7 separate regions of the Mus musculus genome follow, and regions 1, 2, 4, 5, 6 and 7 are each linked to region 3. Evidence: chromatin contacts called from public HiChIP or PLAC-seq and promoter capture Hi-C data. All regions are on one chromosome and are shown on one strand. The core of a region is the stretch at or near the end of the contact, and the rest is flanking DNA. Distances in the headings are between cores, read along the strand shown. Region 1 holds the start of Rpl35 (ribosomal protein L35). Region 2 holds the start of Nr6a1 (nuclear receptor subfamily 6, group A, member 1). Region 3 holds the start of Rc3h2 (ring finger and CCCH-type zinc finger domains 2). Region 4 has its middle 23 kb from the start of Ttll11. Region 5 holds the start of Ndufa8 (NADH:ubiquinone oxidoreductase subunit A8). Region 6 overlaps Nr6a1 (nuclear receptor subfamily 6, group A, member 1). Region 7 holds the start of Lhx6 (LIM homeobox protein 6).

What was found. Promoter capture Hi-C pulls out the DNA fragments that hold promoters and counts their contacts. HiChIP or PLAC-seq counts read pairs in DNA pulled down with a chosen protein or histone mark. Capture Hi-C pulls out chosen DNA fragments and counts their contacts.
Region 1: a contact with region 3 is called in a promoter capture Hi-C map of adipose tissue, with 7 times the contacts expected there. The contact joins the promoter of Rpl35 here to the promoter of Rc3h2 in region 3. A contact is called at or near these places in 8 of 39 promoter capture datasets (the C10 cell line, cranial neural crest, frontonasal cranial neural crest and 4 more), 10 of 484 Hi-C or Micro-C datasets (B cells, CD4 T cells, cardiomyocytes and 6 more), 10 of 115 datasets of contacts at active chromatin or transcription factors (bone marrow-derived macrophages, embryonic hindbrain, embryonic stem cells and 6 more) and 3 of 9 other capture datasets (adipose tissue, liver and macrophages).
Region 2: a contact with region 3 is called in a promoter capture Hi-C map of liver, with 5 times the contacts expected there. The contact joins the promoter of Nr6a1 here to the promoter of Rc3h2 in region 3. A contact is called at or near these places in 2 of 39 promoter capture datasets (liver and pre-B cells), 1 of 484 Hi-C or Micro-C datasets (B cells), 2 of 115 datasets of contacts at active chromatin or transcription factors (astrocytes and fibro-adipogenic progenitors) and 2 of 9 other capture datasets (adipose tissue and liver).
Region 4: an H3K27ac HiChIP or PLAC-seq map of SST interneurons shows a contact between it and region 3, with 10 times the contacts expected there. The contact joins the enhancer-like site here to the promoter of Rc3h2 in region 3. A contact is called at or near these places in 2 of 39 promoter capture datasets (the 3T3-L1 cell line and hippocampal neurons) and 4 of 115 datasets of contacts at active chromatin or transcription factors (SST interneurons, astrocytes, embryonic stem cells and 1 more).
Region 5: a contact with region 3 is called in a promoter capture Hi-C map of hippocampal neurons, with 6 times the contacts expected there. The contact joins the promoter of Ndufa8 here to the promoter of Rc3h2 in region 3. A contact is called at or near these places in 6 of 39 promoter capture datasets (3T3-L1-derived adipocytes, cranial neural crest, hippocampal neurons and 2 more) and 5 of 115 datasets of contacts at active chromatin or transcription factors (astrocytes, bone marrow-derived macrophages, embryonic stem cells and 2 more).
Region 6: a promoter capture Hi-C map of pre-B cells shows a contact between it and region 3, with 3 times the contacts expected there. The contact joins the enhancer-like site here to the promoter of Rc3h2 in region 3. A contact is called at or near these places in 6 of 39 promoter capture datasets (the HPC-7 cell line, cranial neural crest, frontonasal cranial neural crest and 3 more) and 1 of 115 datasets of contacts at active chromatin or transcription factors (astrocytes).
Region 7: a contact with region 3 is called in an H3K4me3 HiChIP or PLAC-seq map of embryonic stem cells, with 5 times the contacts expected there. The contact joins the promoter of Lhx6 here to the promoter of Rc3h2 in region 3. A contact is called at or near these places in 4 of 39 promoter capture datasets (the HPC-7 cell line, cranial neural crest and embryonic stem cells), 9 of 115 datasets of contacts at active chromatin or transcription factors (SST interneurons, astrocytes, differentiating embryonic stem cells and 4 more) and 2 of 9 other capture datasets (adipose tissue and embryonic stem cells).

The regions. Positions count from the first base shown.
Region 1 is chr2:39,003,632-39,006,506 of GRCm38.p6, forward strand. Rpl35 (ribosomal protein L35) reads right to left here and starts at 1,500. Exons shown (of 4, transcript NM_025592.3): 1 at 1,453-1,500; 2 at 1,101-1,237; 3 at 476-557. The coding sequence starts at 1,455.
Region 2 is chr2:38,925,020-38,927,963 of GRCm38.p6, forward strand. It overlaps Nr6a1 (nuclear receptor subfamily 6, group A, member 1), which reads right to left and starts at 1,442. Exons shown (of 11, transcript NM_010264.4): 1 at 1,099-1,442. The coding sequence starts at 1,198.
Region 3 is chr2:37,421,418-37,424,392 of GRCm38.p6, forward strand. It overlaps Rc3h2 (ring finger and CCCH-type zinc finger domains 2), which reads right to left and starts at 1,486. Exons shown (of 22, transcript NM_001100591.1): 1 at 1,350-1,486.
Region 4 is chr2:36,001,099-36,004,155 of GRCm38.p6, forward strand. No RefSeq gene overlaps it. Among named protein-coding and RNA genes, the nearest start is that of Ttll11, 23 kb to the left of the region's middle. Within about 2 kb of position 1,258, at least 6 of the 459 cell types and tissues checked have an H3K27ac peak or open chromatin away from gene starts, as enhancers often do. A contact at or near this core is called in SST interneurons, where this site is marked.
Region 5 is chr2:36,047,805-36,050,727 of GRCm38.p6, forward strand. It overlaps Ndufa8 (NADH:ubiquinone oxidoreductase subunit A8), which reads right to left and starts at 1,534. Exons shown (of 4, transcript NM_026703.3): 1 at 1,388-1,534. The coding sequence starts at 1,438. Morn5 (MORN repeat containing 5) reads left to right here and starts at 1,669. Exons shown (of 5, transcript NM_029309.2): 1 at 1,669-1,771. The coding sequence starts at 1,725.
Region 6 is chr2:38,822,610-38,825,604 of GRCm38.p6, forward strand. All of the region lies in intron 3 of Nr6a1 (nuclear receptor subfamily 6, group A, member 1), which reads right to left. It overlaps Nr6a1os (a long non-coding RNA gene), which reads left to right. Exons shown (of 7, transcript XR_866167.2): 1 at 1-960. Among named protein-coding and RNA genes, the nearest start is that of Nr6a1os, 8.1 kb to the left of the region's middle. Within about 2 kb of position 1,447, at least 311 of the 459 cell types and tissues checked have an H3K27ac peak or open chromatin away from gene starts, as enhancers often do. A contact at or near this core is called in the HPC-7 cell line, astrocytes, liver and 1 more, where this site is marked.
Region 7 is chr2:36,102,726-36,105,623 of GRCm38.p6, forward strand. Lhx6 (LIM homeobox protein 6) reads right to left here and starts at 1,335. Exons shown (of 9, transcript NM_001083126.1): 1 at 1,169-1,335; 2 at 621-803; 3 at 133-254. The coding sequence starts at 1,237.

The DNA of each region.
Region 1 (2,875 bases), core at 250-2,749, 1.6 Mb after region 3:
AGCAATACCCTTAATGTCCTCATGATATGGCTCCAAAGAGAAGCTTTTGGGGGTCGCTGTTTAGCAACTGTGGGTGTCCTTGGGCAACGCAACCTTTCCAAGCCTTGCAACAGCAGGTGCTTGGCTGTGAGACAGACACCCTGAACAGCTAGCTTTGCCTCAGGCTAGGGTTCCAGTTCCATCTTCTAACAAAGCAATCTAACCCAACAACTACCACACAGCTGAGTTCAAAGCTAGTGTCCAGTCCACCCTCACATCCGACTTTTTTTTTGGGTTTGGTTTTCTGAGTGCTGAGATTAAAGGCTTGCGCCACCCTGACCAGCCACATCTGACCCTTTGACACCAAGAACTCCTGTCAGTTCGGGAAGCTGGTAACTGGGCAAACTCAGCCACATAATGGGAGCTTACTGAGGCCCAGTCCTCCAGTCCCTTGTACCCTATACCCTTTCCACAACAGTTCCTGGCCAGTGCTCACCTTGTAGAATTTCCTGAGGTTTTCTTTTTGAGTCTGGTTAATAACAGTGAGGACTCGGGCGATAGACTTGCGAACGACTCGTCTATAAAAATAGATGGCAGTGAAGATCAGGTAGGCACATTAACCCCTCCAACACAAGGCCCTCATTTCTGCCACCCAGGAGGGAAATCTAGAGATAAGGACAGGTTTGTCAACAGATAGACGTGGACACTTAATGCAGATTTGGCCCAAGAACTTATCCCAAAGGCCAGAGACTGAGACCATGCCTTCAAGTTACCTAGTTCAGTGTAAGGAATCACAAATTGGAGAAAAGAGAACAGGTGTGAAGAGAGGACATTGAAGCCAGGCAGAGGCCACGAACAGCTGATTTTAGTCATGGTGATAAGAGATCAACTCGTGACTGGAACACATGGGCTCAGCGTCTCTTTTCAAGTTTCCCTCCCTTGTCGTCACCACTTGCTTCCAGCCGTACTACAACCCATGTGAGGCGGCACCACCATGGCCCTTCAAGGAATGCCCTATTCTCTCACCACAGTAGTTGGCCAAGGACAGTCGAGGGGAAATGGCTCAAGGGGCCAAGGCAGGGAAGGGGAAGCACCCAGCTGGGACCTCAAGGCCCACTTACATCTTGGAGAGCTTGGACGCGGCGCCGCCTGTCACTTTGGCGACCCGAAGCTGGGACAATTCCACCTTCAGATCGTCCAGTTGTTTCAACAGCTCCTCCTTCTTCTTGCCGCGCAGGTCCCGAGCCTTAATCTTGGCCTGCAATGAGGAGCGACTCTATGGGTCACGGAGCTCCCGCTTCGTCCCCGGCCGACCCAGGAGGGACGGTGCGCCAGAGGCCGCGGCGTAAGCGAGGGCGGGCAGCCTGAGCCGGCCCCCGCTGCTCTCTGAGTTCCCCCCGTCCGCCCCGCGCCCCGCGCCACTGTCCCCACGTGTCCCCGGCGACCGATGGCACCCGATTCCCGCAGCCTCACCATTTCGGCGTTGTTCACGGCTGAAGCAGCCTGGTTCGAGAGAAAGAGGAAAGGGCGGGGCCGACTTCCTCAACTACTGCCGGGTGGCGCCGGGCACGGCCAATAGCGTCGCGGTTTGGGAGGCCCGCTCCGCCCCTGCGCAGCCGCGGCCGTGGTGCCCTCCGCTTCCCGGAAGTCCTGCCTTCCTAAGGTTGGCTGGTCTCTAAGCGACCCAGCTGGGGAAACTGAGTCTCGCGATGAGCAACACCGGGCTGGCTGGAGGCAGCGCAGAGAAGGCTGCAGTTCTTCTGTTCCCTCGGTTTTATTCGGAAGCTTGAAGTTCTCTGGTCTGTGCGGGGCTGAGCTAGCCGCGGGTGGTGTCAGGGTGCGGAGGGCATGAGGTGTGAGGGTTTTCTTTAAAAGTTTGAGACAAGGTCTTATTCTAAATCGCTTCCTAATGCTGACAGTACAAGTGCCACAATGCCTCGCAAGTGTATGTGAGAGAGCCAGCGAGCATGGAGGTTGGAGAACAACCTGTGGGAGTTCTCTTCTTCCACTGTTCGGCGCTCGAACGTCGAACGCAAGTGGTCAGGTTCGACCTAACCATCTCGCTATCCTTTTTTTCTTCTTTTCTTTTTTAAATACAAGGCCTCCATATCTATCTATCTATCTATCTATCTATCTATCTATCTATCTATCTATCTATCTATCTATCTATCTATCTACCTACCTACCTACCTATCTCCTGGACTTGTTTTGTACCCAAGTTTGGTATCCAAAGTGCGCCACCACCTGGCAAGGGTAACAATAAAGTCATCCAGCAAGAATTTGCGGAGATGGTATGTAGTAGTACAAATCTCATCCCCAGACTTTTGTGGGATTTCTGATTATTGCTTTAGGTCTGGGCACGGTGTCACAGCGCCCAGGCAGTGGAAAAGGAGGATCCGGAGTTCAAGCCTTCTTTATTACACCAAGATATATTAATGAAACCGTCTCCAGAGAGATTCCAAATCGTGCTGGTAGCTTAGTTCCGTGGTAGTGTTTCCCTGGCATGCACAAAGCTGTGTGCATTCCCGGCACTGATACAAGAATAAATAAAAGCTCCGAAACAGAGTCTTGCTTTATTGCTAGTACCAGTTTATATCTTGGCAAGTCCCTTCGCGTCTCCGGTTAGTGTATCTTTGAGGATTAGAGGAACTAAACTGAAAACCTGCAAAGCTCCCAGCCAAGACCTGATATGTAAAGATTGGGGAAATTATAACATGGTTAAAGTGCACATGACCCTTTGCCTACAGTCCCAGACAGACCGCTAGCATCTAGATCAGAACAAAGCAGACGATGTTGGGTTTGTGTGATGAGTTGACCAAACTGACCAATTGGAGCCCTTTCTTTGCCAAGCTCCATTCAGCAGCTGCCCATTTTTCCAGCAGTTTCTCAATTGTTC
Region 2 (2,944 bases), core at 192-2,691, 1.5 Mb after region 3:
CTGATTGAGAAACTTCTTGCCAAAGCAATTAATTTTTAGTGCCTCCTAACTGTCCCCAGTGTTTGCATTCAATCTGAAATCTGTTACTTGTTAGACACTGTTCGGGTCCTAGATCTTCCAGAGAATTGCGCGTTTATGGCGCAGAGAGGGGAGGAGGCAGGGATCTCTGAGAGCCTGCCCTTTATTCGGAAATGAGGAGATGTGAAAGGTGGAAGGCAGGGCAAATAAATAAATAAATCGGGTTTGCCGCGGGAGCGTTGGCCTGCCGCAACGAGCACCCTTTGTAATGCAGGCCTCCCGGGGCTATCGCCTGCGCTAATTGCTCCAGGGCGCTTTCCAAGTTCAAAAGTTCACCTTTTACGACCTCACAAAAGCTCCTTACACTTTACCAATAAAAACATTCCGCCGCAAACACCGAGGGGGGGGGATATCAAACAGAAACAAATAAAACATTGAGCCAGGGAGGGAGCGAGAGCCAGCCCGGAGGAACCTGAGGACTGGGCTGGGAACAAGGGGACGCAAGCGGCCGGGCCAGGTGAGGAATTCTCAGCACCCCGGAAGAGATAGGCTGGGCGGCGCGGGAAGCGTCCGGCAAACGCCGGGAAAAGGCAGGTGTCCCGGTGCCCCAGGATCCCGCTGGAGACCTGAGCCAGCAGAAAGTCGTCGCCTAGAAGAATGAGTCTGAGTAAAGGAAGGCCAGGGGACAGGAGTGAGCACCGAGGTCCGAGAAGGACCATTACCGGTCTGCCCAGAGGCGGAGGCTCACGGGCTGGGAGGAAGCTCGGGACAGTGGAGGAGGAAAACGCTCCAGGATAGGTGCAGGGCGCAAAGGTGTGGAGTCTGCGAGCTCCCTGGTGAAGGAAGAGAGGGTGCTCCGTGCACCAGGGCCTCCTGGGGGAGGAGAAAGGGTTGGCGCAGAGGGGACGGGGGGAGGGGAGGGTCCGAGCAGAGGGGACCGGGGACCCTGCCTGGAGAGTGCGAGCCCAGGGTGGAGTCCTCACTGAGGAGCTGCCCGGCATCCCGGAGCTAGAGTCAGCTTAGAGAAAGAGGGGGTCGCGGGCGTTGGCACCGCCCGGGCTCAGAAGGCCCCTTACCCACCGTTGCGCGGCGGCGGAGGGAGCGCGGCGGGCGGCTCCAGGAACCCCGCCGAGCCCCCGCCGCCTCCCCCTCCGCTAGGTGGCCGTTCGTCCCGCTCCATGCGGCGGTGCTCAGGGCCCTCTCGGGCTTCGCTGCTCCGCCATGACTTGCGCCTTCGTAGTCGTCGTCCTGGTCTTCCACGGGGGGAGGGGGCTGTCAGGGGCCGGCAGGCTCTCGGCCGCCGCACTCTCTGGGCCCCTGAGCCGCCCGGCTCCGCGCCCCTCCGCGCCGCGCCCCCTCAGCACTGGCCAGCTCCCTCCTCTGACGTCACGCGCCGCTGCCACGCACATGCCCGTGAGGAATTCTGGGAAATGTAGTCCTCCCAACGAGGCTGCCCACACGGGACTCTACCAAATAAAGGGGTGATGGAAAAAAAACAGGAAGACCTAAGTAGGGAGAACCCAAACCTATCACTATTACAAACTCTAATAAAATTTCTAATATATTAATATAATAAACGGCTATGTCAGAGTTTTCTCTCTATTGTAACTTATTCGTGATCATAGTGCTCTATGATTCCAACTATTTCCCCACACTAATAATGAGCCTTTCCAAGGAGGCGTATCCACCGGGAACCGGGTGAGCACGTGCAACCAAGCCCAGCCCTGTGGGGGAAGGCCCCAGGGGGCGGGGTGTGTAGGTACTCATGAGGGCTTTCCTCCCGGGCTGAGCGACAAATTGGACCAGAGATTAAAGGACCCGAGTTTAACCCGAGGTGACTGCGTTCGTATGCAAATAGAATCTATACAACTCTGCTTTCCGGAGAAGTGTTTAAAGCCCCTTTACCTCCGGGTGGGCGGGAAAGATTAAAGTTTCTCTTCCTCCTCTTTCATTCCCCGCACCCTGCCCATAGAACAGATGGACAAACTAAGATCACTTCCACTGATGCCACCAAAGAAAACTTGAGACCCCTGACTCCTTGTGTCTTAAAGAGTTCTGTTTTAAGAATGTCCCTTTCCCGGAGTGTTCCCCTTCCCACTCCTGTTCAGTATACCTGTCTCAAAAATGAGAGGTGTAATAAGAATCGGATCCAGTGATAAGAGACCAACTCTCACATACACGCTATCGCCTCAGTTTACAGAAGTTCCCACCAAATAAAATCCTGGATTTTCTCCCCTTCCTCCTCCAGGGCCCACCTCCCGCTGCCACCAGGTGGCGCGCGGCCATGGGGCTCTCAGGATTAGGGGTGGTGGTGATTTTCAGAAATGCCCCGCGCGCGTTCTCTCTCTCTCTCTCTCTCTCTCTCTCTCTCTCTCTCTCTCTCTCTCTCTCTCTCTCTCTCTCACACACACACACACACACACACACACTACACAACCCGCGCACACACACACACACACACACACACACACACTATACAACACACACACCTCCCTTAGGAAAAGACTTATTAAGTTTCAGTCTAGAACTTAAATGCTATCTAGCTTACTATAAATCAAAGAACTCTGGTGCTTTGCTGGGCTTTCCTCTAATGGGCCGTATCGAAGCGGTTTCATTCTGTCACTTCATTCTGCCCCATGTGCCCCTGGAATCCTCTGGCTCTTGTGAGTCATTCTTTACTTAATTGTTTAGAAGTCTTTACTTGGCTTATGAAATCTAACCTGTTCCGATTCCTGCCCACGTTGCTCCCATGCCTCTTCCCTTACCTGCTATTGAGAAGGCTCTGCCAAGCCTTCCTGCACTTTCCATTATCAATATTAATTGGCCTGGTCCATCCTTAGTCTGTGCCAGCAGCTGTTATGAGAGATTGACACTAATGCTGTGTGGTTTAAAGCTCCCACACCTGTTCATTGAGGTAGCTCTGATA
Region 3 (2,975 bases), core at 236-2,735:
ATGTGGGAAACATGAATCACCAAATCAACAAAACAATGGTAATATTGGAAAATAGCCTTTAATAGGATAGAATAGTCTCTGGGTTTTCAAGAACTGACTGTGTTAGTAAACAATTTAAGTAAACAATTTAACATGGATATTGATGTCAGATCAGTGATGTAGTTTTTTAACCACATAAAAGGTAAAAACAGGAATCTACAAACTATTCTTAATGAGTCCAAGTCTTAGGCTGTGTATACAAGTTAACCACAAAGAGACTAGACCCACCAACTAGAACATTCGTTTCTTTCCTTCTGTCAAATAATATCACTTTAGTGTGCCATTATTAGCTTTCTCTGGTTAACTCCAAGTTTTTACTGGAACTTTAAAGCCTGACTACTAAAAATGACAGGAAGATTTGTAAAACACTTTTAACACTTTATTCGGGATATAAAGTCAACTCTAATTACAGTGGGTCAAGATGAGAAGAAATTCCTTAGGGTCCTAAGGTTAGGAGGACAGTGGGATTAAAAAGAACCGAGGTGGAGCTTAAACAAAAATCTAAACAGGTTGAGAATCACTGAATTTGAATACTTAATGTCTGTGATTACTTTAGACTATTTTGGTCTGAAGGCTGTGTCTGCCAGTATCTTAAAAACTCTGGTGATTTCAAGGATGGAAATGACAGCTACCCTTATCTCCTTCCTAACGACAGAAAAGTACAGCTGTTTCTCTTAGAAACAAAGATGCTTTCTACCATTCTCCTAAGATGGTGGAAGAGTCTCCTTATGAGGCTCCCCCAAGGAAAATAATAAGAAAGGGGGAAAGAAAACTATAGCAGAATTCCCTGGCTGTGCTTCATGCCATCGCTCCTAGTCACATCCCCTGGTCCAGCCATCTCCCTCCAGGGAGGTTAAGCCCTCCCTGGGCATTGTTTAGCCAGGGTCCCTATTTACAACACTCAGATCGCCTCCATCCCAGCGCTGTGGTCTCGGTAAGCCCAAGGGCTGAAAAGAAAACGCTAAGACAGGACCTGATCTCGGGGACCTTTTCGAAAGCCCCTCTTCCTACATGGGTTAAGCAAAGAAGGAAGCCGGCCTCTGTTCGGGTGGGATCCTCAGTGGTCAGAGGCGTCCCTTCAGCCGGTGCTGGAGAAAGGTGGCCATCTGAGCGTTTCGCTTCGCATCAAAAAGCCCTACCAGAGCGAGGGGCCTCTCTGTCGTGTCAGGTGCGGCCCGCGACTCCCAACCCTCGGGGTACCGGCGGCCACCGTGCACAGGCCGCCGGGCAGAGACAGCTCCCCGCCCCACCTCTGAGGACCCGGCAGCCGGGCCAGGGCCCCAGCCGCATCTTGCCCGCCCCCGCCCTACCTGAGGGGCCCGGGCGGGGTCGCTAAGGGCCGCTCCCGGGGGCCCCGCGACGGCGCGGCTCGGCGACGGAGGCGCCTCGTCTCGCCGGGGCAGAGCTCGGCGGCGGTTTCAGGGCCTCAAACTCCATCGGGAGCTACAGGGACAGCCCCGTTGGCGGCGGCGAAGGCCGCGACGGGGCCTCCTCCTCCTCCCTCCCTCCGCCTCCTCCTCCTCCTTCTCCTCCTCCTCCTCACCACGGAGGCGGACCTGGAGGGATCCCGATTTAGCTCTCGCGAGAAGATACTGTTCACTTCACGCGAGATTACGCAAGCCCGGGAGTTGGGGCAGAAGGGAAGCGTAGTGGCCCGGCCACCAGAACTGCGCATCAGTTTCCCTCTGAAGAAGAAAGCCACCCTCGTCACATGACAAAGGAACCCCAGAGTACTGTGGGAGATGATGCGAGGACTAGGCAAGACGAAGGGCCTTATGGGAAACTCCCTGCACATCTAAGCCTTGACCAGGAGGCTTGCAAGATTGAGCCAACGTTAAATTTATCATCCATAGAGCAGAACCTGCTTCATCTATGTTACAGTCTACTTTACTCTCTTTGTAGTGAGATACTAACCAGATTAGCAAATAATTCTCCAGTTTACAAAAACCAGGACCAAAGTGAAAACGTTTGGCAAACCCACCTACCTCATCTAAAATCCCAGATGCCTCAAAAGTGAGAAGGATCAAATTTTACAAGTTTTGGAATTATAACTCAATATTTGTTAGAGGACTTATGGCAACCTGTAAGGTAGGAATTATGAAGAAAGACTGAAAATAAGGATGAGAAAAGCAACAATTATAAACAAATATGCCAGGCTGTATGATAACTGATATTTTAAAAGCATTTTAGTTTTATAGTTAATTTATCAAAGTAATCCTAAAAGGTTAATATTGTGAATCTATGCTAATGATGTGCAACTGAATGTGAAACAAAATGTTCAGCAACATCCATGATAATAATCTGTATGTAAGTTAGAATATGGAAATTTCTCTAATGAAGCTTTAAATATACATGAGTTATAATCCAGATGTGGGGCTGGCGAGATGGCTCAGTGGTTAAAAGCACCGACTGTTCTTCTGAAGTTCCTGAATTCAAATCCCAGCAACCACACCGTGGCTCACATCTGATGCCCTCTTCTGGAGTGTCTGAAGACAGCTACAGTGTACTTACATATAATAAATAAATAAATCTTTAAAAAAAAATGCAGATGTGATGGTGCATCCCTGTGAACCCAGCAATTGAAAGGTCCAGGCAGAATCATAGACTGAACTGCTTACAACTGCAGCTCCAGTGACACAAAGCTTCTGGCAAGTGTGACAAGATCGGCTTTTTAGTTTTTGCATTTTGTTTTTTTTTGTGAAAGATCCATTGGCCCCACCTGTTTGTTGTTTGTTTTGTTTTCTGGTGCCTTGGCTAGCCTGTAACTAGCTCTGTAGACCAGGCTGGCCTCAAACGCAGAGATCTGACTGCTTCCCAAGTGCTGGGATTAAAGGCATGTACCACCACCTGGCAGCCCCACCAGCTATACATTAATAACTCATTATTCATAATTTCATCCAATTATGTTAATCAAAAAAGAAAGTTTCCCAACAATC
Region 4 (3,057 bases), core at 8-2,507, 1.4 Mb before region 3:
TTTGCCACACACAGCTGACATTGGAGCTACTTCTACCCCTTTTAAGATAAATGTTCATCCATCCATCCATCCATCCATCCATTCATCCATCCATCCATCCATCTCTCTGTTGTAGAAAATATTTAATCCTAATTCAGGGCTTCAACCCTGCCTTTGACCATATAGTTCCTGGATAAGAGACGCACACAGCCCTTATATTTATAATAAGCCTTAATCAGCACTACAGCTAGGCAGATATCTACCCTCTATGTTTTAAAATCTATTCCCTATGGATAACCCTGAGTTATTACTATGTTTTATCTGGACTGCTCTTAACTCCAATTGGCTAGCCCTCGGGGCCATGCTTTCTTGACTCCTAACCCTTGACATCTTTCTCTTTCTCCTTCACCTTCTCCCTCCCCTTATGGTATCCTCCACACACACACACACACACACACACACACACACCCAGGCTGGGAACACCAAGCACCACCAACCTTAATTCTGCCCAGATATAATCTGTAGGCATCTCTATTTAACAATCAGAAGTAACCTGGAGGCAAGGTCACATATCATCACTTGGGTCTACATTCGGACTCTCGTCTCTGGGGCAATCAGGCCTTGTACTTAGCATTACAATCCATAGCAACAGAGCAAACCTCAACATCTCTTACGTGCTGAGGTGACAGCAGTGGACACACAGCCAGAACTGCTGCCCTAGGGGCAGTAAGTAACTCATTCTTTAGTGTGGAGGGAAGACCAGAGCACTGGGGTTACTTAGACTGTGGGTAGGGATCAGCTGGACAAAAGCAGGAAGAGAAATAGCCAAGAAAGCCATTTACTGAGTGATGAGTCAGAGAAGCGAGCAAAACACTCCAGGTGGCAGCCCGTAATCTTCACACCAAGCTGCCCCAGCATCTGCCCTCATGGCGCATCCATACCGTGTGGTGGATGTACCAGTGTACACCACAGGAGCCCCTTGCAGGGACAGTGCCTTTGAGGAGATCAAAGGCCTGGAGGACGTCATGAAGGAGGTGAATTCGGAAGCTGGACTTTGGAAGACGGGTGGGAGCTGGTCAGGTAGTAGGAAATGTGAGGCGCGTGGCACCTCAGAGGTGAGACTGGGACTTAGCTAGGGTTTAGGGGCTTACCACGAGGAGAGGAGTAAGGTGCAGGATCAGGACGTGGGCTGGTGCTCCATTAGGACATGAAGAAACCAGCAGAGGAAGAACTGAGGAGAGGAAGGGGTACCAGGAGAGGCGCTGAGGCTGGGCAGCCAGAGCAGACCAGCTGCCAGTAATTGAGGCTCGTTGTCTTCGCCTCCATTCATCCCCAGCGCTCTCAGAAGCTGATTAGCAATTGTTCCTCCAGCTTCTTGAGAGGCTGGGGGATTGCAGGGGTGGGTAAGGGGGGAGGCCAGGGGATTGCAGGAATAAGTATGGGGAGAGGCCAGGGGATTGCAAAGGTAGGTTGGTGGGGGGAGAGTCTAGGGGACTATAGGGGTAGGGGGACCATGAGATTGCAAGGGTAGGTGGGGTTGGGGGTAAGAGGACAGGGAATTGCAGTGGTGGGTATGGGAGGGTGCTAGTGGAGCCAAGAGGCTTTCTTAGAAGGATTTGCATTGATCTAGGGGTGTGTGCAAGAGGTCCCCTCTTGCTGGGCAGTGGTGGCACATGCCTTTAATCCCAGCACTTGGGAAGCAGAGGCAAGCAGATGTCTGAGTTTGAAGCCAGCCTGGTCTAGAGTGAGTTCCAGGACAACCAGGGCTACACAGAGAAACCCTGTCTTGATAAAAAAGGAGGAGGAGGAGGAGGAGGAGGAGGAGGAGGAGGAGGAGGAGAGGAAGAGGAAGAGGAGGAGGAAGAAGAGGAGGAGGAAGAGGAGGAGGAAGAGGAAGAAGAGGAGGAGGAGGAAGAGGAGGAGGAGGAAGAGGAGGAGGAGAGCCCCCCCCCCCGTTGGTGAGACACCTAGCTCTCCTGCCCCTCTGCTTGCTCTCTTCCCAACTAAACCTGAGGGAAATAACTAAATATCCTGAGACCAAGTGAAGGCAGAAAGGCCTTTAAAGCTGAGTTCAGAAGAGGCCAGCAAAGATAGCTCAGCAGGTAAATGTACCTGTTGCCAAGACTCATGACCCAAGTTTAATTGCCTGAACCCACATGGTAGAAAGCCTTGCCCCAGAGCCACTAACTTGGACTTAACCCTGATCCCAACCATGTCTTGTCAGGTAAGTCATCTCGGAGCAAGGTGCTTAGGAGGGAGTCCTATTTTCCCTAGGGCATTTGGCCACTCCCCTACTGGCCACTGAGGGAAGTGTGGGCACAATGGCTTCCCAACCGTGGGGAAGGCGCCCAAGAAGAAAACTACTGGGGCTGCAGAGATGGCTCAGCCCTTAAAAGCATTGACTGCTCTTCCAGAGGTCCTGAGTTCAATTCCCAGTAACCACATGGTGGCTCACAACCATCTGTAATGGGATCTGATGCTTTCTTCTGGTGTGTCTGAAGACAGCTACAGTGTACACACATAAAATAAACAAGTCTTTAGAAAAGGAGGAGGAGAAAGAGGAGGAGGAGAGGAGGAGGAAGAGGAAGAAGAGGAGGAGAAGGAGAAGGAGAGGAAGAGGAAGAAGACACGGGTATGGGCTTCTCAGAAGGGTGTCACTGTCATACATGAGTATCTTTTACCCCACAAGAAAGTTCCTCCATGGGTTGCAATGGAGAGTTATGGAGGGAAGGCTGTGATAGGCAGCCTGGTTTCTGGTTGTGCTAGGTTGGAAACCCCAGTGACCCAGCTGCAAGGGATGGTAGGTGTTTGCCTCGTTCCTAGACACACACTCCTGACACTAGGCCTCAGCTCTCTATAATTCTGTAGCCATCAGTCATGTAAGGGCAACGCCCTAAGCCCCTTCCTCCATAGGTAGAGGACTTGATCACAGCCTCAAGATAGCTCTCCATTTTAATAAGGTACCTAAAGGCCTGAAGAGCTCAGCCAATTAAACTCCCCTTCCCAGACACTCCTCCCTGCAAAAGGTATTTAACCTCAGGCCCTCCCCAAAACCTGGGCTACGGTTTTACTCATCAC
Region 5 (2,923 bases), core at 284-2,783, 1.4 Mb before region 3:
CACTTTGAGCAAAACCCCTTGTCCACAAGTGCTGAAAGCTACTCAAAATGACCAAGCCAAAGAAAGGGCTAGACATCAGCTCCAACATCAAATCTGCTTGCCCGCCTTTCATGTGTTAGTACTAATCATGTGTTTTAACTTTTACTACTCTGGTTATTTACATAATTATATATACCAATTGTGCAAACTTTAAAGAGAAATTTATTAGGATGCTTTTGCATGAAATGTTTGCTAAGCCAAATTAAACATCTAACAAAATATGTCAACTCATGTTTGACCAGTTACACGGTGGGATAAGAATAAAAGACTGGCTGATAGGAAAATCCTTTCTCTCGCCTCTAAGTCAATTTCATATAAATATGCTAACAATTTCTTCATCTGAGGAAAATACCAAGTTGCCATCCTCACAGGTTTGTGAGAGCCTACGTGAAGTCGTATAGGAGAACATTCAACACAGTGCCTGCCATGACAACACAGCCATCTTTTCCCTCTGTCTCACAGTATAAAGTCCAAACTGTTCCCGCCTCGTCAGTGACTTCTCTAGAGGCTTAGCACCGCTAATCTAACAGTAGGCTGACATCAGACAGCTCTCAGCTTCCTCGACAACACGGTTCTACAAGTCCTTCCTCACTCTGTTGCACTTTGGCTGAAAGATTTAACAGGCTGGGTTTCAGAAAAGATCTGGGTTCCTGTTACAAGTCTTCCATACACTGTCTATGTGACCTTGGGCAAATCGCTTCTACTCTTGGGGCCTATTTCTGGTCTACAAGGGAAACCAGTTATACCCTACCTTACTTTGTGTTCCAATTAGCAGCCCGGCCTTTAGAAATGGAGTGATCATGTTTGTGATAGTTACAATAGCACACCACTTTTACTTCACGTTTCACAGAGCCATGCACTGTGCTGTACAGCCTCTTTATCTGTCTCTTTATAAAACTATAAACTATAAGAGCTGGGCACTGTCTCTTACTTCCCATTGCACGTGCACATAACAAATACTTAAATGTCTCTCGAAGAAGTAAATGCTTTACTTGTGTCCCATTACCAAAACACCCTGGCCCATGCCAGACTCACTGTCCAACACGTACTGTGTGCTGCCGCGGCACCCAGGCCTGCTCTGCACCGAGATTTTGACAGACTTGGAAGGGGAAGGTGAGCACCAAGAGGAGGCAGGCTCGCCTCACCGGGAGGGAGAGCAAGGGGCTAGGTGATGCTAATGGAAAGTATCACCCGATTCACAAGAAGAGAGGCCGGTCGCAGTGCGCACAGGAATGGCTGGAGCCAAGGCGAGATGTGACCATGCAGGTCGCAGAGGCCGGAACCGTGCCTGGGCCCGCCTGAAAGCTGCAATCCCAGGCTTCCCGCCTGCCCTCAGGAAGAGCCTCACCTCCTCCACTTTCAGCTCTTCCAGAGTTGGCAGCTCCACTATCCCCGGCATGACGGCGGTAGCCGCGACCCTGACCAGGTGCCCTCGGCCGTGTCGCCCGTCTCCTTCAAGTCCCCTTTGGCTGGCCAAGACTGCCCGGTACCATCTGCGCATGCGTCTCCAGCGACGCGCAAGCGCACTGCTCTAGGGCCGCTGGAGGAGGCGAAGCGTAAGCCATTCCAGGAAGTCTAGCGGTCCCGAGGGGCGGGGCTTCATCTGGTCTCCGCCCACATCTCCTGGTTGTCATAGTGACGCCAAGACAGCTGAAGTTGGTGTCTGTTAGACACTAGCTGTTAACATGCAGTACACCGGGAGCCAGTATTTCGGGGAATACATAAACGGGAGGTAAGCCCCCATTCGTCCATGTCTCCACTTTCAGGCTAGTGAAAGACAACTGTTTTTAAGCCTCCGCCAAGGACCCTCAGCCAAATGCTTTCAAAAACTTGTTCAACTATAGTGCTCAAGCACAGATACCTAATAAGTCGCATAGGTAGGATTCACTCATTCATTCTTTCATTCATTCATTCGTGTGTGTGTGTGTGTGTGTGTGTGTACGAGCGCGTGCGCGTATCCCCTGCACCCATGACCATCTGTAACCAAAGTTCCTCTTCTGGCTTCTGTAGGCACCAGGCATGCACATGGTACACATTATATACATGAGAGCAAAACATACACATTAAAAAATAAATATTTAAAAAATTATGCAGGCAAAGAAAACTAGAAAATGGTATTCAGAGCTGGAGAGATGGCTCAGCAGTTAAGAGCACTGACTGCTCTCCCACAGGTCCTGAGTTCAAATCCCAGCAACCACATGGTGGCTCACAACCATCTGTAATGAGATCTGATACCCTCTTCTGGGATATCTGAAGACAACTACAGTGTACTTAGATATAATAAATTAATAAATATTAAAGAAAAAGAAAAGAAAGTGCTATTCGGCAAATACTGATTTTTCTCTGTGTCCAGATTTTGAATTTGACCCTGGTCAGAATCCCTGCAAACACAGTGGGACGGTTAAGCGTAACACAGTTATGACAAGTAATCAAGGTCAGCCCTGTGGTCAAGAGAGGCAGACCACATGTGAGATGGTCACTTTGCCTTGCCAGCAGCTCTGGATGAAGAAAGCAGAAAATTTTTTAGAGCTGGAGAGGCCGATGCTGGGGGGGTGGGTAATGGACAGATAAGCGATAGTTGTTTGGGCTATAAAGCACTTCATGGGGCTGTAGAGATGCAGAGATGAAGGAGGATCTGTATGCACAGGCTAGAGGAACTGCAGGGTGTTTTGAGGAAGCAGGAGTAGTGGTCTAGCCAAGCACAGGGACAGATTCTTAGAGAGAGTGGCAGTAATATATATAATGGGATGCTGTCCACATCTTCAGTCAGCTTTGCAAGGGAGATGGTATTATCTCAGCTTCAAGGTTAAAGGGTAAAAGGGAGCCTTAAAGGACTCAAGACCCTTGTCTAACCCTTTGGAAAGTGGCAAAGATGCTTGGGTGT
Region 6 (2,995 bases), core at 197-2,696, 1.4 Mb after region 3:
TCACTTCTCTGCTGTTTATTCGCTTTTCATTAGGTATAATTTAGATCTATAAAACTTCCCTCTTCCCTCCTTCCTTCCTATATACTATGCTACTATGTAGCTAAATTTGGCCTAAAACTCACAATCTTTCCTACTTCTGCCTCTCAAATGCTAGACTTACTACAGGAACACACCATTTCTGCTTCAAACACCACTTTTATAATTACCTTATCAAACTGCAAAATCAGGTCCATGGTCTGGAGAGGAAGCTGGCTAAATCAAACAATTAGTTTAGTTACAGCACAATTTATCAACAATAGGCTGGCTTAGAACTGTGGCATCAGCTGCATTATTGTATTTTAGAAAGACTAGTTCCCCCGACATGTATATAAGGTGTAAGCAACTACTCCGTGGGTCATGCCATCAAACAAAAGCAACACCTACAAAGTCTCTCTCAGTGACTAGAAGCAGCCAGACACTCAAACTGCCAGTCCTGAATTATGGCCTCTGAATGGTGAGGGCTTCACATTTCACCGATCAGGGCACAGCCCAATCAGAAGACAAACCCCTGCCCTGGCGGGGACCAGCAAATCCGCTTTCTTCCAGTGTGCACATGACTGAATGTGCTTCTGTCCATCATCTGGGTCATATATAGTTCAATGCGAGCTAAGCAGACAGGGCTGCAAGGAAACCTGGTGCGGTTCAATACCTTGTCTAGCCTGGGCTCCAGGATCTTTTTTTTTTTTTTTTTTTTAAACTGACAAACTCATTTTTCTACTGGGACAGGATGCTGTGCTGGCTGAAGTTCCATTTCTACAGCAAGAATCCTATCTGGAAGCACAGAAGTTGTCCTCTAGCCACAGCAGCTCCAACTTTTTTGTTGTTGCTGCTTTCTTCTATCACCCCCTTCCCCTTTTGACAAAGATCCAACTGTAGAAAGTCTTACGTAACAGTTCAGGACTACTTCGGTTCTTTTACCGGGTAAGCACTTTCATTTTTTTTCCAGCTAAAAACCATTTTAAAATTGCATCTGTTGAGAGGCTTTGACTAAAACCTTTTCAGTAATTTGTGTAGTGAAATGCTGTCACTGATTTTTTCGGCTCATTTCTGCACGTGCTCCTTTGTTCTCGGAACAGAAGCTTTATACGCTCCCCATAACGCAGCTGCAGAGTTATTAAGTCAGTTATTATAAGGAACACAAAGGTTGCTTTGCATTCTTTGCCTTTAGGTAATTAATTTTCTATTTGTTTTTCTTAAAACAATATTTAAATAAGGCAGAAATTAACAAAAGAATAAACTGTTAGAAAATTTAGCAAAGTTTGAAGTTTTTACCACCTTTTCTATCCGTAGTTTTGCATGGCCAAACACTTGTGCCGCCTGGGGCGTTGGGGGTAAAGGCAAGCATAGACAGAGAGGAACTAAGCCAGACATGGACAAAGGCATGAGCCAAAACCAGACAGTCCTGGCCGTTCGATAGGCCAGCAGCGGGTGAGACAGGTCAGCCAGCTGCGGAGGTGGGAGGGGGGAAAGGGGGCATGGATGTGTGAGGTGCTCATGCGTGCAATCGTGACTAGATTCTGAAACTGCCAGCCATTTTCCAAGCTATGCTTTGTATAATCTAAAGGAATGTGTGTCCCCTGAAGCAGTCTTAGCAGAGCCATGGAAAGAAAGGAGCACAAGAGACACCAGCAGCACACAGAATCAGAAAATACTGGGAACTTGAGTGGGCAAGAGGGAATGCAGTGTGTGGAAATTTTTTAGTGATCTGGAATGTGTTGAGTGACAGGAAGTGCCCCAAGCAACCCCCCCTCCACTCTTCTCAGTCTCGCCTGCTTTTGTCTAACTCTTGTAATCTACACACTACTGCTTACAAAGCTGTCTGAGTTTAAGACAAAAAGAAACATAAAAGGCTCTCTCTCCATTTCATAGTACCTGTGAGAGAGGAGAAATGTAAACGCAATCCTATCGAGATTTTCTTTTTCAGGTATATTGAAGATACTTAAAATAACTGTTTATAGATAAATGAGAATTGTAAATTATAGTACCATTTTAAACCTATAATTAAAAAAGATTAACCAATTCTGGTATAACTTAGGTGGGTTCCTAATTTGAAGGCAACTTGTTTTCTTTGATTTTTATGTTACATGTGAAGCTCGATTTTCTTTGTATAGATGTGGGCTTTGGGGAAAATATTTGAAGTAATAAGAAAGTACTTTTTAAAAAGGGCGGGGATGGTTTCCCTTTGTGGGGTGGAAAGCAGTTTAAAGGACTAGTTCCTTGAGAAAAGCAGCTGTCTCTTACTTTTGTTTATGTGCAATCAAGTAACTTTATAATATAAAAAATGCTAGAAAAAACTTTTCAGACAATATAACATTATTCTAAGTGGAAAAAAAAAAACACACACCTAATCTGGCATGTTTCCCAAAGTTCAGGAACACTTAAAAAAACCAGTTAAATAATTTAACACCTAGCCCAACTTAGGAAATGGAGAATTAAGCATGTGTCAGACGCTTCTTTCTAATGGTTTAGCTCCTACCGCAGAGTGTTACTGGGCAGCCTAGGAGTTAATCTTGCCTAGCGTGGCTCTGAGCTCTCATGCCGAGCAGACGTTATTCACATGACGATTCGAAAAGTCCATTCATGTATCTCACTACCTGGATTTGAATAGAAACCAGACAGCAATTCTTTAGTTCCAGCCACATTCGCCCCACTGGACAATAGTGATTTGTTAGCACACAGTCGCAGGCTGGGGAACACAAAGCTCAGAGCTGCAGAAAGATGCAGAATTCAGAGAACAGGAAGTTACAGGCTCCACACACTCCTGGCAGCTCTGAGATTTGAAGAGAATAAAAAAAGGAAAGAAAGAGAAAAGGGCAGCACGGAGATCCGAGATGCCATGGTTAAGGGCTACTCTAGCATTTTAACCACCTCCAGTGCCATAAAAGCTGTATTGTTAAAGTACATAAAGTCACGAGTCCTGTGTGCTCTCTTTTCGCACTACAGAATACTTCATTCA
Region 7 (2,898 bases), core at 85-2,584, 1.3 Mb before region 3:
CGCTGAGCCGCGTTGTGCACTCTGAACAGCAGGGCTCAGGAATTGGAGAGCACAGGCCACACAAGTGGCCTAGGCACGCGTGTGCAAGGCGTTCATGCTCCAGCGCTTGCTGGCGGGATGGCCGCTGCCTACCTGAAGTAGTCCATCTTGCAGTAGATCTCCTTGTTCTTGATGTAGCAGCTATTCTGCTGCCTCAGCGATGTGCGACACACGGAGCACTCGAGGCACCGCACGTGCCAGATGAGGTTGTTGACCTGGGGAGGGGGCAGAGGTGGGGGTCGGCTTGGCGCGGGCCTCTTTCACGCCCGCCCCCAGCCTCCCCAGCCTCATTTGCAGAGACAGAGAGACACTGAAGCTCAGAAGGGGCGTATGGCTTCCCTACTTTTCTTCTATAATACAGAGAGGCTCAAGGAAATTGAGATACAGCCTTGCATTCTCTTGTTGGAACCGGGGCAAAAGGAGACCTCCTGTTTGGGAACACTTGCCCAAAGCTGCGCGATCGGTTAGCGGTTGGATTGGGAGGCCGAGGAAAATGGACCTGGCAAGGTCATTGCTTCCCTACAGCTCTTGGGGCTGCAAACCACACCCGTGGGCAAGCAGGCACACCTACCCTGACTCACCTTGAGCAGATACCGGTCCAGGATCTCCAGACCGCAACTGGAGCAGATATTCTTGCCGGCAGACGGCACGGAAGAGGCAGCAGAGGGCGGCGAGCAGACAGACGGTGTGCTGGGCGTACATGGGGAGGCTCTACCTTCGTCCTTGTCCAGAGCGCCTGCCAAGGCCTCTGCGTCTGACTGAGCCTGAAATGGGAGAGAGGAACAGCGAAGCGCTTAGCCGAGTACTCAGAGTTGAATCTGGTTTCCTCGCGCACCGACTGACACCGAAATGTGCCAGGGATGTCGCGCCCTAGGCTGGAGTACAAGAATGAAAGGACCTATTGGAGAAGAAGGGACGGCCCCCAACTTTTAACACAGCGCATCCTGGGTGCAGGAAGCAGCCAAAGCTCACATTCCAGGCCAGAAAAACCAAGGCTCAACGAGAGGCGGCTCCTATCGGCAGTTTTCCAGCGCAGGGGTAGAGGTTGGTAGCCGGAAGGCTGAGCCAGAAGCCCTGGCCTGTGCTGTTGGGGGGACTCGGGGCCGAAAGCAGGACCGAAAGGACTCACCATGGCAGGCGGAGCGGTCCCTTCGAGACAGCGGGTGGTCGCTTTGCAGCCGGACCCTGGCTGGGCCATCACCTGGGGGAGGGGGAGGGAATGCAGGCGACGGCGGCTGCTGAACTGGCTCGGAGCTGTCAGAGCCCAGCGCCTCCCCTCGCCTGTTATATAAACCGGCGCTGAACAATGAGTCCTAACTTTGTAGTGGGCATTTAAAGCCCTTCCCCACAAAAGCGGTGTCTCTCTAATGAAGCAATTTGAATTTGGATTGGGTTTTTTTCCCTCTCTCTCCCCCTCTCCCTGCACTTAACCCGTGGCTCTTGAAGTAATCGCTTAGTTCCTTTGCAATCCAAGCCTCTGAGGGGGAAAAAAAACACGCGCACACACACAAACTACCTGCAATTAGAAATTGTCGTGAATGCCCAAGATAAGAGGTAGCCAGAGTGTCAATTCCAACTGTCAATCAGTGAGATCCATCAGGCCGCCCAAAGAATTGCAAATTTGATTTTTTAATGGTAGTAATTAAAAATCGAATTTTTTTCTCCCTCCGCCCCCTCCCTTCTCCTACTCTCGGTACAAAATGCAAAAAGGAGAAAAGAGAGAAAGAAAGAAAATAAAAAGGAGATGGGGGTGGTGGTGGTGGTAGTGGTGGTGGTGGTTGAGAAAATAAAACCCAGAGCGCTAGGAGCATCCGCCCGCTCGACGCGCGCCGGGAAATTGAAGCGGGGATATTGACACCGATTCAAACGCCTTTGGAGGGCCAGTTCAAGGGAAGCCCCAAGCCAAAGAGGGCGAGATCGGCGAGTGAAATGAGGCCAAAAAGAGAAAAGAGAGGCCTCTTGGAGGAGGAAAGAGAACCCTCCAGACTCTTGGAGCTCCCGGGACCGGCCCCTCATCGAGATCCTCAGCGTTGCGCCGGCACAACCTCTGGCGCATCGGCGCTATCAGCGTCTATTCAGACGGACAATACTGGCCTCGCCTCCTCTTGATTCGCCTATGTCTTTGCTAAATCGCTTTTTGAGAAATTCCTCCAACATTTGCATAATGTGTTCCCGCTTTCCGCGACCCCCCACCCCCGCCTGCCCGCTCGCACGCTCACACACTTGCAGACACACTCTCCCGGGCTCACTCAGCACCCCTCCTTCCTGCTGCCGCCCGCCACCCGACCCGGCCCGGTTGAATCCCGGCTCCCGCTGGCCCCAGGATCCCCGACGCTCACCCACTCGCCTGCTTGCTCACCTGGTCGGTGGTGGGGCCGCCCTCCGCCGGCAACCGGCAGCCCTCGGGCAGCGCCGGGGCGGCGCTCTCATGCTTCCAGTACATGGGCCCGGGAGCGGGAGGGCTCGGTGGGCGCGCAGTGCGAAGAGAGGCGCAGAGTGGGGCCTCGGGCGTCCTGGGGGCAGAGGCTGCTGGGAGAGCTGGAGAACCGAGGCTCCGGCCCCGCCGCCCCGGGCCCAGCCCCAGCTCCCCGCCCCCGGCCTGAGCGCAGTCCTGGCCTCCCTGGCTGCCAGCACCACTGCCTCTGAAGAAGGTCCCGACAAACTTGGAGAGGTCCCTGCAGCTGCTTCTGCGGCTGCCGCCTCCTCCTCCTCTTCCTCCTCCTCCTCTTCCTCCTCCTGTTCTCCCTCCTCGTTGTCCTCCTCCCCTTCCAGCTGCGGCGACGACCGCCCTGCCGCTGGAGCCCCGCTCCGTTCAAGATGAGTCATGCGTGACCAATCCCCTCCCCGCTAAGAAGAGCG